Regions from separate parts of the Zea mays genome. Here all the other regions are linked to region 1. The links are chromatin contacts, called in public Hi-C maps. All regions are on one chromosome and are shown on one strand. Each heading gives the region's core, a stretch centred on a gene start, on an enhancer-like site or on the middle of the called end of the contact. The rest is flanking DNA. Distances are from core to core; before and after follow the strand shown. Region 1 holds the start of LOC100194341 (Peroxidase 12). Region 2 holds the start of LOC100286375 (40S ribosomal protein S10). Region 3 holds the start of LOC100274736.

Region 1 (2,700 bases), core at 68-2,567:
GTGCAGCCTCGTCGACGACGGACCACGTCATGCCTGCGTTGCGGGCGGAGCAGTTCCTGCGGATCTGCCCCTGCGCGCCCGTGAGCACCTTGATCTGCCCCATCTTCACCACGGAGAAGGCGAACTGGTCGAAGAAGTCTCTCTGGCTGCGCGCGAACTTCTCGACGAGGGGCCTGGTGCCGGGGTTGCTGAAGAGGTCCTGGTCGGAGGTGAAGAGCCCCTCACGGTTCACCAGGTTGACGTAGTACTTGTTGTCGAACGCGTCGGGCGTGCGCACGTCCAGCGGCGTCCGGCGGTCGGTGCCCTTGGCCGGGCAGGTCCGGCGCAGGTGGCCGGCGAAGGTGGCGTTCAGCGTCGGGTCCTGGCGCGGGAACAGGCGGCTCTCGAAGGACGCGCAGTGGCCCAGCCCGATGGTGTGGCCGCCCGACAGCGCCACCAGGTCCGTCGCGTCCAGGTTGATCTTGGACAGCAGTACAGCACGGCGAGAAGCGCCGGCACGGCGGCCGTCGGCGGCGGGAGCCCGCTCAGGACGTCCTCTCGCGTCGCGAAGCTCGCACTGTCGCGCCGACCCAGCGGCACCTTGTAGCTGGGACCTCCGGACTGCAATGCATGCAAATATGCAATTAAGGAGACGACAGACGAGCGAGGCAGGCAGGCAGTGTAAGCAATAGCATGCATGAAGAACGACCAACCAATTTAATTAATCAAGGAGTGTGCAGTGCATGTGCATGCCACGACACGACGTACCACGACGACTGAGTCCCTGGCGGCGAGCGCGAGGACGTCGGAGCAGGACACGACTGCGCCACCGCACTCCTTCTGGAGGCGGTCGTGGATGTCGTTGATGGCCTTGAACGCGGTGGGGCGCAGCGTGAGGTTGGGCGGCGCCTGCTGCTCGCCCGGGCCGGTGGCTGAGCCGTCCAGGAGCACGGACGCGTCGCAGCCCTGGACGAAGCAGTCGTGGAAGTGGAGGCGGAGGAGGCCGGCTGCGAGGCCGGCGTCCCTGCGCACGGCGTCCTGCACGAACCTCCGCACGACGGACTCCGCCCTGGGGCAGCTCCGCTTGTAGAAGTCCAAGGACAGGCTGGGCGCCAGCGGCGGCTGCCTCGCGTTGACGCTGTGGCCGGCGGCCTCCGAAGAGGAGCAGCAGCAGACGACGATGAGGACGACGACCGCGGCTGCAGCAGCGAGCGTAACAGCATGAGCCATCGATCTCTTCGCGCGCGGTCGGCGGTGAGGTAGCTCCGTCCGACGGCGCTAGCTAGATGCTCTCTCCTCTACTTCTCTACTGCTAGTAGCTAGTAGCAGAGCGAGTGTGGAGAGCAAGACTGGCAGAGCTAGCCTAAAGAGAGTAAGAGACCCAGTATAGCTCAAGGCCGGACCCCATTTCATACACGTAAAAATTCACATTTTTGTTCTTTATTTTTCTTGCAACAAACTAAGTTTTAAACGAACAAACAAGATGGCGTATGTGGTACGTGACGGCAGAGTGAAGAAACAATAAAACCGGCCGGGTGGGTCGCTGCCTACCTACATGAGCTAGACCGTGCTCAGCAAAGCGGCCAGCATATATATGACATGAGGGACTGTACGTGAACAGAATGTTTTTTTAGTTAAAGGTGTTATGTATATGTAAATTTAATCAATCTATCGTTTTGCAGAGCTGTTATTGTGGTAATAAAACTGGTATTTACTTGCATCTGTTTTGTTTCTTTGACAATCAAAGTACAAATTCTCTTAGAGCGTGCATGTGCATGGCTCAACAATCAAGATGAGAGACCACCGGTAGAGCCGCCGGCCGCGTACTAGCTAGCTGCCAGCAACCACCGCACCGTATTGGTGTTGTCGAGTTCTCTTGGCCAAACTGCCATCTGTGATCGCTGCCATGCCATGTGGTCCGGCCGGCCCGTGAAGCTTCTTCCATCCCCGATCGATCCGTGTATGCTGTAGCAGCACGTACGTACTATACGCAGCTGCCACGTACACTGTGCTGGTGTTAGGTTCTGCTTCGATCTGGTGGTCGACTGTGCTATATATGTGAGTTGGTCAGTTTTGGGCGGCGGCTACTTTGGCTTGGCGTAGAGTATGAGACTGATGACTATGGGAGAGATCTAGACGATAGATCAAGAGGGAAGAACCATGTGTGCTATGTAGTAGGCTGCTGGCGGACGATCTCATCGCTCATCGTGCGTACGTACGTATTTCAGTCATCAACTCATCATCGTAACTCGTAAGTATGCATGCAGCCTCACATGCCACGTCACCATCACATGCAGGTCCGGCCGTCACGCGGCCGGCGCCGCGTGTAAGCCACACGTCTCAGTTTGGGCGTCTCGTCTCGTGGCGCGCGGTGCAACGTGTCTTGGCCTCCGACTCCTCGCTCACGATATTCTGTCGGGAATCCGGGTTATCTGAAATACTAGCTGATGCCCGTGCGTTGCAACGGGAATATATAATACCAGTATACTACAATAACTTATATACAAAATCTGTGTTATATTTTTATGAGAAAATGTTTCATAATCAATTTGTAATCCTAGCTATACATAAATTTTGTTATTTTAATCTAGTTATTTCACCACTACATTGCAACCATCAGTATCATGCAGACTTCAATATATGCCACGATTTGTATGGTCTCATCATTGGAGAGCACGAGCATGTTCCACACATGCCGGAAAAATTCCCTCGTACATCGTT
Region 2 (2,700 bases), core at 184-2,683, 170 kb after region 1:
GTTGCGGGCCGGACTCGGACAGAAAAACGAGCCCGCAGGTTTAAATGGCCTGATCTGATCCGTTTTTCTAACCGTGCCCAGTGGGTCGAATTTAAAATGAGCCGGACTTTAACGGGCTTAGGCCGAACGGTCCGTTTGCATCTCTATTTAGACGTACAGTTGGTTCTCATCCATCCAGTCATCGATTGATGCAGACACAAACTGAGTTCAAAGTAGCACGCACTGTCTCCTATCCTATCTGAAAGCGACGCGGAGCGAGGTGACGGATGTGGAGGAGAAACTGAAGCTGCAAGTACTAGGCCGCGGCCCATGACTAGCTCCAGAAAGTAAAGCTTTTCTTTGCGTCGATCGATCACGTACACGCCTCGCTGGCTGTTTCAGTTAAACGCCGTCACTGTCGACTACTTGTTGTGTGGTCTGCATACTTTGCATCTCTTTGCTCCTTGACCAGGAGCAAAAGTTGATCTTTTTTTTTCTTTTTTCAGTCTTCACATCGATCACAACATTGCCAATCATCCTGTCATCATCATACATGTGTTGATGTGTAGGCCCCATGTACGATGCGACTAGACTAGCCATGCATCTCGAGTATATAAGCAGCAGTAAGAGCAACTTCAAAAGGAAATGATATTTTTTTTTTAAAAAAAACTGATCACAAGGGACATACTAAAATAAAGTTTTAGGGATGGAAGAAACTGTTACTTCAGCAATCCGCAAAATATTAAACAACTGACGCGGATGAGTCCGATGATAAAAAGAAATATTGTGGTTCTATCCAAAGACATTGAGTCCTTATACGAGACAGAATAGTGGGGTATCATGAAAAGAAATTATTATAAGAGAATTCTACAAATGAACATTGCTATTTCAGACGAATATATATATATATATATATATATATATATATATATATATATTACATATGTTTCTGTATTTTTTAAAGTTAGTGTATGTCCGGCTACCTAATGTAGCTGTCTTGTCTCCCTCCATCCAGCTACCTCCATTCATTCGGCCCCTGCACTCGTCGTAGGCTCGTAGCTAGCGTCACAGGACGGGTGTCGATGGCGTCCACACGAGGGACGAGCAAATATGAGGGAAATGAGGCTGTAAATAAGGGACGTGAAGTTTTCGGGATAAAAAAAGATCTGTTAGACTAATTAAAAAGCGAATATTTCTCTAATATTAATTTTGGGGTTAGTTTAGGGTTTTTTTAAAGTCGCTCTAAGTACTAATCTATCTCCTACCCTAGCGACATCTGAATCTGAATTCCGATGAGAATGTCCTCCCGCATTTCACAGGCCCAATGCCTAGCCCAGCTTACTTCCTACTACGTCTTATGGAAATGGGCCGACTTCAACCTGTAACGAAGAGAGGGACCCGTGCGGCCCAGGTCCGCCTCTCCCTATATACCAACTCGCCACAAATGTAGGGTTTTCTGTCCGCGCCACCGCTCCTCGACCCCCGCCCAACACTCCCAGCCGTCACGCCGTCGCCGCCGCGAGTCCTTCATTCACCATGGTGAGCGCCTCTCATCGATTCCATTACCTCGTCTGTTGGTTCATTACCAATGCTTCTTCTAACGTGATTTCCATCCCTTCCTCCGTTCGCAGATCATCTCCAAGAAGAACCGCCGCGAGATCTGCAAGTACATCTTCCATGGTGAGCTCCTTCTCCTCCCTCTTCGCCCGTCCCCCTAGGCGCGCCCAATATAAGATTATTTCATTAGATTTAGATACCAATTCAGACATTACAAGCATTAGCAATATTCGGATCGTGTACGACCCAAGCCCGTCCTTGTCTTAGATTGAGAACCGTTCAACTTTATGTTGCAGAGGGGGTTCTATATGCCAAGAAGGACTACAACCTGGCCAAGCACCCCAAGCTTGACGTGCCCAACCTGGAGGTGATTAAGCTCATGCAGAGCTTCAAGTCCAAGGAGTATGTCAGGGAGACCTTCTCCTGGCAGTACTACTACTGGTACCTCACCAACGATGGCATTGAGCACCTCCGCAGCTTCCTCAACCTGCCGTCAGAGGTTGTGCCCAACACCCTCAAGAAGTCCTCCAAGCCCCCGTCCCGTCCCTTTGGCTCTGGCCCACCGGGTGACCGCCCCAGGTACATTTGTCACACTAGAGTTGTTTGCAGTTCTGTATTCTGACACCAGATTTTCACATGATGATAATTGAACTCGTCATTGCTGCCTGCTATTTTGACAGTCATTGTGAATTGTTCCAGAGCCTACAAATTTTGTTTCGTATGCATCTAATTTTGAAATTGCCATAAGGCTTCTACATTTACTTTTGTACATTATATCATATTCCTGGATTGCTAGTAGAGTTTCACCATGAAGCCATGGTTACTTACCTATTATGTTTATTTGACAGGGGTCCCCCTCGCTTTGGGGAAGACAGACCTAGGTTTGGGGATAGGGATGGTTACAGAGGAGGTCCACGAGGTGCAATGGGTGATTTTGGTGGTGAGAAGGGTAGTGCTCCTGCGGATTTCCAGCCATCTTTTAGGGTAAGTTCTAGAAAACTGCGCGCATCTCACATATTTTTTTGTTTACATTGGTTTCTTAACTCACAAATGTCCAGTTCGTTTCAAGAAAACAAGCTTATTTTTTGCACAACTTGTCCAGCTTTGTTACTCCCGCTCTCTTCCAAATTATTAGATGTTTTTTTTCTAGATTCGTGGTTTTTG
Region 3 (2,700 bases), core at 23-2,522, 220 kb after region 1:
GGGACGTCACAGGGGCGCGGTTGCGGCGAGCCACGTGAGCGCGGGGCCGAGGGCGGCCGGCAGCATGGGCGAGGTGAGCAGGCCGAGGAGGAACCAGTTGAGGCCGAGCAGCGCGACGGCGCCGTCGTCCCCGGCCCGCCGGCGCAGCCGCGACACGCTGCGCATGGACACGGCCACGACGGCGAACAGCCCCGCCAGCAGCGGCAGGCACGGCGCGTCGGCCGACCACGCCACCGCGCCCACCGCCAGCGATATGCCGAGGCTGAACAGGCTGCGGCACCGCGCCACGGCCGTCGCCTGCAGGGCATCGTAGCTGTCCACCGGCGGTGGCTCCGACGCCGGGCCGCCGGCGGCATGATTGGCTGACTGGGCTGTCGTCGCCACCGCCGCGTCTTCCTCTCCCCGATCCCTCTTGGCCGCCGGCTTCAGCTTGTCGTCGGACTGGTGGGACGCCGCCTGCGCCTGCGCCGCGGGCTTGTCGTCCCACCTGGACTTGCCCTTGTGCTCGTTCAGCCGCACGTTCTCCTGCCTCAGCGCCTTGAGCTGAATGAAGAGCAGCAAATTAAGAGAGGGGGCCGGGATAGTGAGCGGTGGCAACTGGCAACGCCGCATGTCATGTACGTACGCATGAGCATGAGAACTCCTCTAGGTCTAGATGTACGACATACCTGGGCGTCGAGGACATGGATCCTGGCGAGGGCGTCCTCGTGCTCGTCCTCCACGTCGTCAAGGACCGCCTCCACGGCTTCCCGCTCCCGGAGCGCCGCCCGCAGCCTGTCCTCCAGCGCCGCGTTCTCCAACGCCAGGTCGTCCATCTGCGCCTGCATCTCCGCAACCAGCCACCCCAACTGTGGTGGAAAGGTTTGTCAGATTAATGAGCTGCTAGCACATATATATAGCAAAGGGCTAAAAGGAAAATAAAAGCTGGAGCCTCACCTTGCGCTCCCTCTCGACGGCGGTGAGCATGCGGAGCGGGAAGGCAAGGAAGGTGACCGCCCACGCCATGGCCTCGCAGCAGAGGAGCGCGGGGAGCTGGAGCAGACGACGGAGAGAGCGCGCGCAGGCGGCGAGCAAGAAGCAGCAGCAGCTCCAGGCCAGCTCCATCTATATGTCACTACTCCATGCCTGCCTGTGTCATGCTCTGCACTGCAACGCTAGCTAGTCTAGAGCATGGAAGGACGAAGAACAGACGATGCCAGCGGGATGGATTGGAACTGCAAGCCTGCCGTTTTGTTTCCTTCTTGAGCTACTCGTACGATCCACGATCCTACTCCTCACCTAGCTAGTAGCAAGAGTAGCAAGTAGTAGGTGATCTGGTGAGGAGATGAGGCCGGCCGGGCGACCGGATGGATGGATGAGTTCCAGATTTGGGACACGTGAGCTCCGGCAGGGCGGCACACGTGCACCTACCCCCTCGTGTCTTGCAGGCAAGCGTCGCGCTTCGCCACGAAGAATGCATTCATGCTTCGTCACCAACTATACATGCACCCATGCCTCTTTAATTTCTTGTTGCGATCCTATCCCCAGTTCCCTTTCTGGATATCGCCTCGCCGCTTCTTCCATCCTGGATGCATGTGGCGATGTGCACAACAAGCGTACGGTGCTGTGTCTTTTTTCCACTTCCGCCTCTCACTTTGTTTGTCTAGTCTTCAACCCACTTTTAGAGTAGCTTGGATAAATTAAAAAAAAAGTAAAAGCGGTATCGAAAGCTGCGCTGAATTCTCTCGTCTCTCAGATTGACTACGAAATTAATTTTTTTTAAGTTTATTTAGCTAAAAACAATGCGTATTACGGCTACAAATATTATATAATTTTTAAAACTAGACGTATAAAAGTCATATAACTCAGTTAAAACGTATAAAAATCAAATAACTCAATTAAAACGTAAATAAAAGTTAAATAGGAAAAAAAATGTTCGAAGAGGAGATGAAATAGGGAGGGAAAAAAAGGAGATATATTTAAAAATAAACAAATAATATGTAGATGAAGAGAGGATGGTTGGAATCATCCTAAAAGTGGTCTAAAACGTTGCATCACCCTATCCACCTCTCTTGTATATATAATAACCAACGTCTTTTTATTTATACACAAAATTTTAATTTTTTATATAATATATAATTTCTAAATCAACACATTCTTATAAAATAAATTATGATTAAACCTGTTAAGAAATCTATCTTACTAGGAAAAACAATTGTCTAGACACATGTTTTAATACAGCTTCTTATGTTAAGATCATATTTAAGCTTTTATAACTCACACACTAAAAGAATTTTGATAAAGCCATCTACTACAACCTGGTCTCTAGTAAAAACAGAATAAGGGGAGCGGTTAGTTGATCAACGATCTATACAAATAACTGCAAAATACAATCAGCAACGTGGATACACCCACTGCTTCAAAGACTGATGGTTGGTTTGTTGGCAAGGAACAATCAGATAACAAGGCTTGTTTCTTGTACAAGGTGCTGTGTTACATTTTATGCATATCACTCGCTCACTACAACTCTACAATCGATACAGCTGATATATATACACTACAAAATGTATCCCACTGCCGTCGCACAAGATTGTATACAAAGCCTGCAGCTGGCTGACACTTTTTTTTTCTTCTCTCGTTAGTTTTCTTCGCTTTGATTGGTGGTTCCCTATGATCTCCATGGTGTTCGGTTCTTCAGATTCATTTCGAGCTTCTGTCGCT

The links. A called contact is a pair of places that touch in the nucleus more often than the background predicts.
Region 2: a Hi-C map of leaf shows a contact between it and region 1, with 9 times the contacts expected there. The contact joins the promoter of LOC100286375 here to the promoter of LOC100194341 in region 1. A contact is called at or near these places in 21 of 25 Hi-C or Micro-C datasets (bundle sheath, ear, endosperm and 5 more) and 2 of 3 datasets of contacts at active chromatin or transcription factors (leaf and seedling).
Region 3: a Hi-C map of ear shows a contact between it and region 1, with 1.8 times the contacts expected there. The contact joins the promoter of LOC100274736 here to the promoter of LOC100194341 in region 1. A contact is called at or near these places in 2 of 25 Hi-C or Micro-C datasets (ear and leaf).

Annotation. Positions count from the first base shown.
Region 1 is chr3:148,332,155-148,334,854 of Zm-B73-REFERENCE-NAM-5.0, forward strand. LOC100194341 (Peroxidase 12) reads right to left here and starts at 1,318. Exons shown (of 2, transcript NM_001139377.1): 1 at 748-1,318; 2 at 1-600. The coding sequence starts at 1,209. The coding sequence ends at 349.
Region 2 is chr3:148,501,397-148,504,096 of Zm-B73-REFERENCE-NAM-5.0, forward strand. It overlaps LOC100286375 (40S ribosomal protein S10), which reads left to right and starts at 1,434. Exons shown (of 5, transcript NM_001159262.2): 1 at 1,434-1,518; 2 at 1,611-1,659; 3 at 1,833-2,115; 4 at 2,385-2,520. The coding sequence starts at 1,516.
Region 3 is chr3:148,554,506-148,557,205 of Zm-B73-REFERENCE-NAM-5.0, forward strand. It overlaps LOC100274736, which reads right to left and starts at 1,273. Exons shown (of 3, transcript NM_001374111.1): 1 at 937-1,273; 2 at 669-848; 3 at 1-543. The coding sequence starts at 1,104. The coding sequence ends at 7. It overlaps LOC103650707 (sporulation-specific protein 15), which reads right to left. Exons shown (of 11, transcript XM_008676274.3): 11 at 2,336-2,700. The coding sequence ends at 2,648.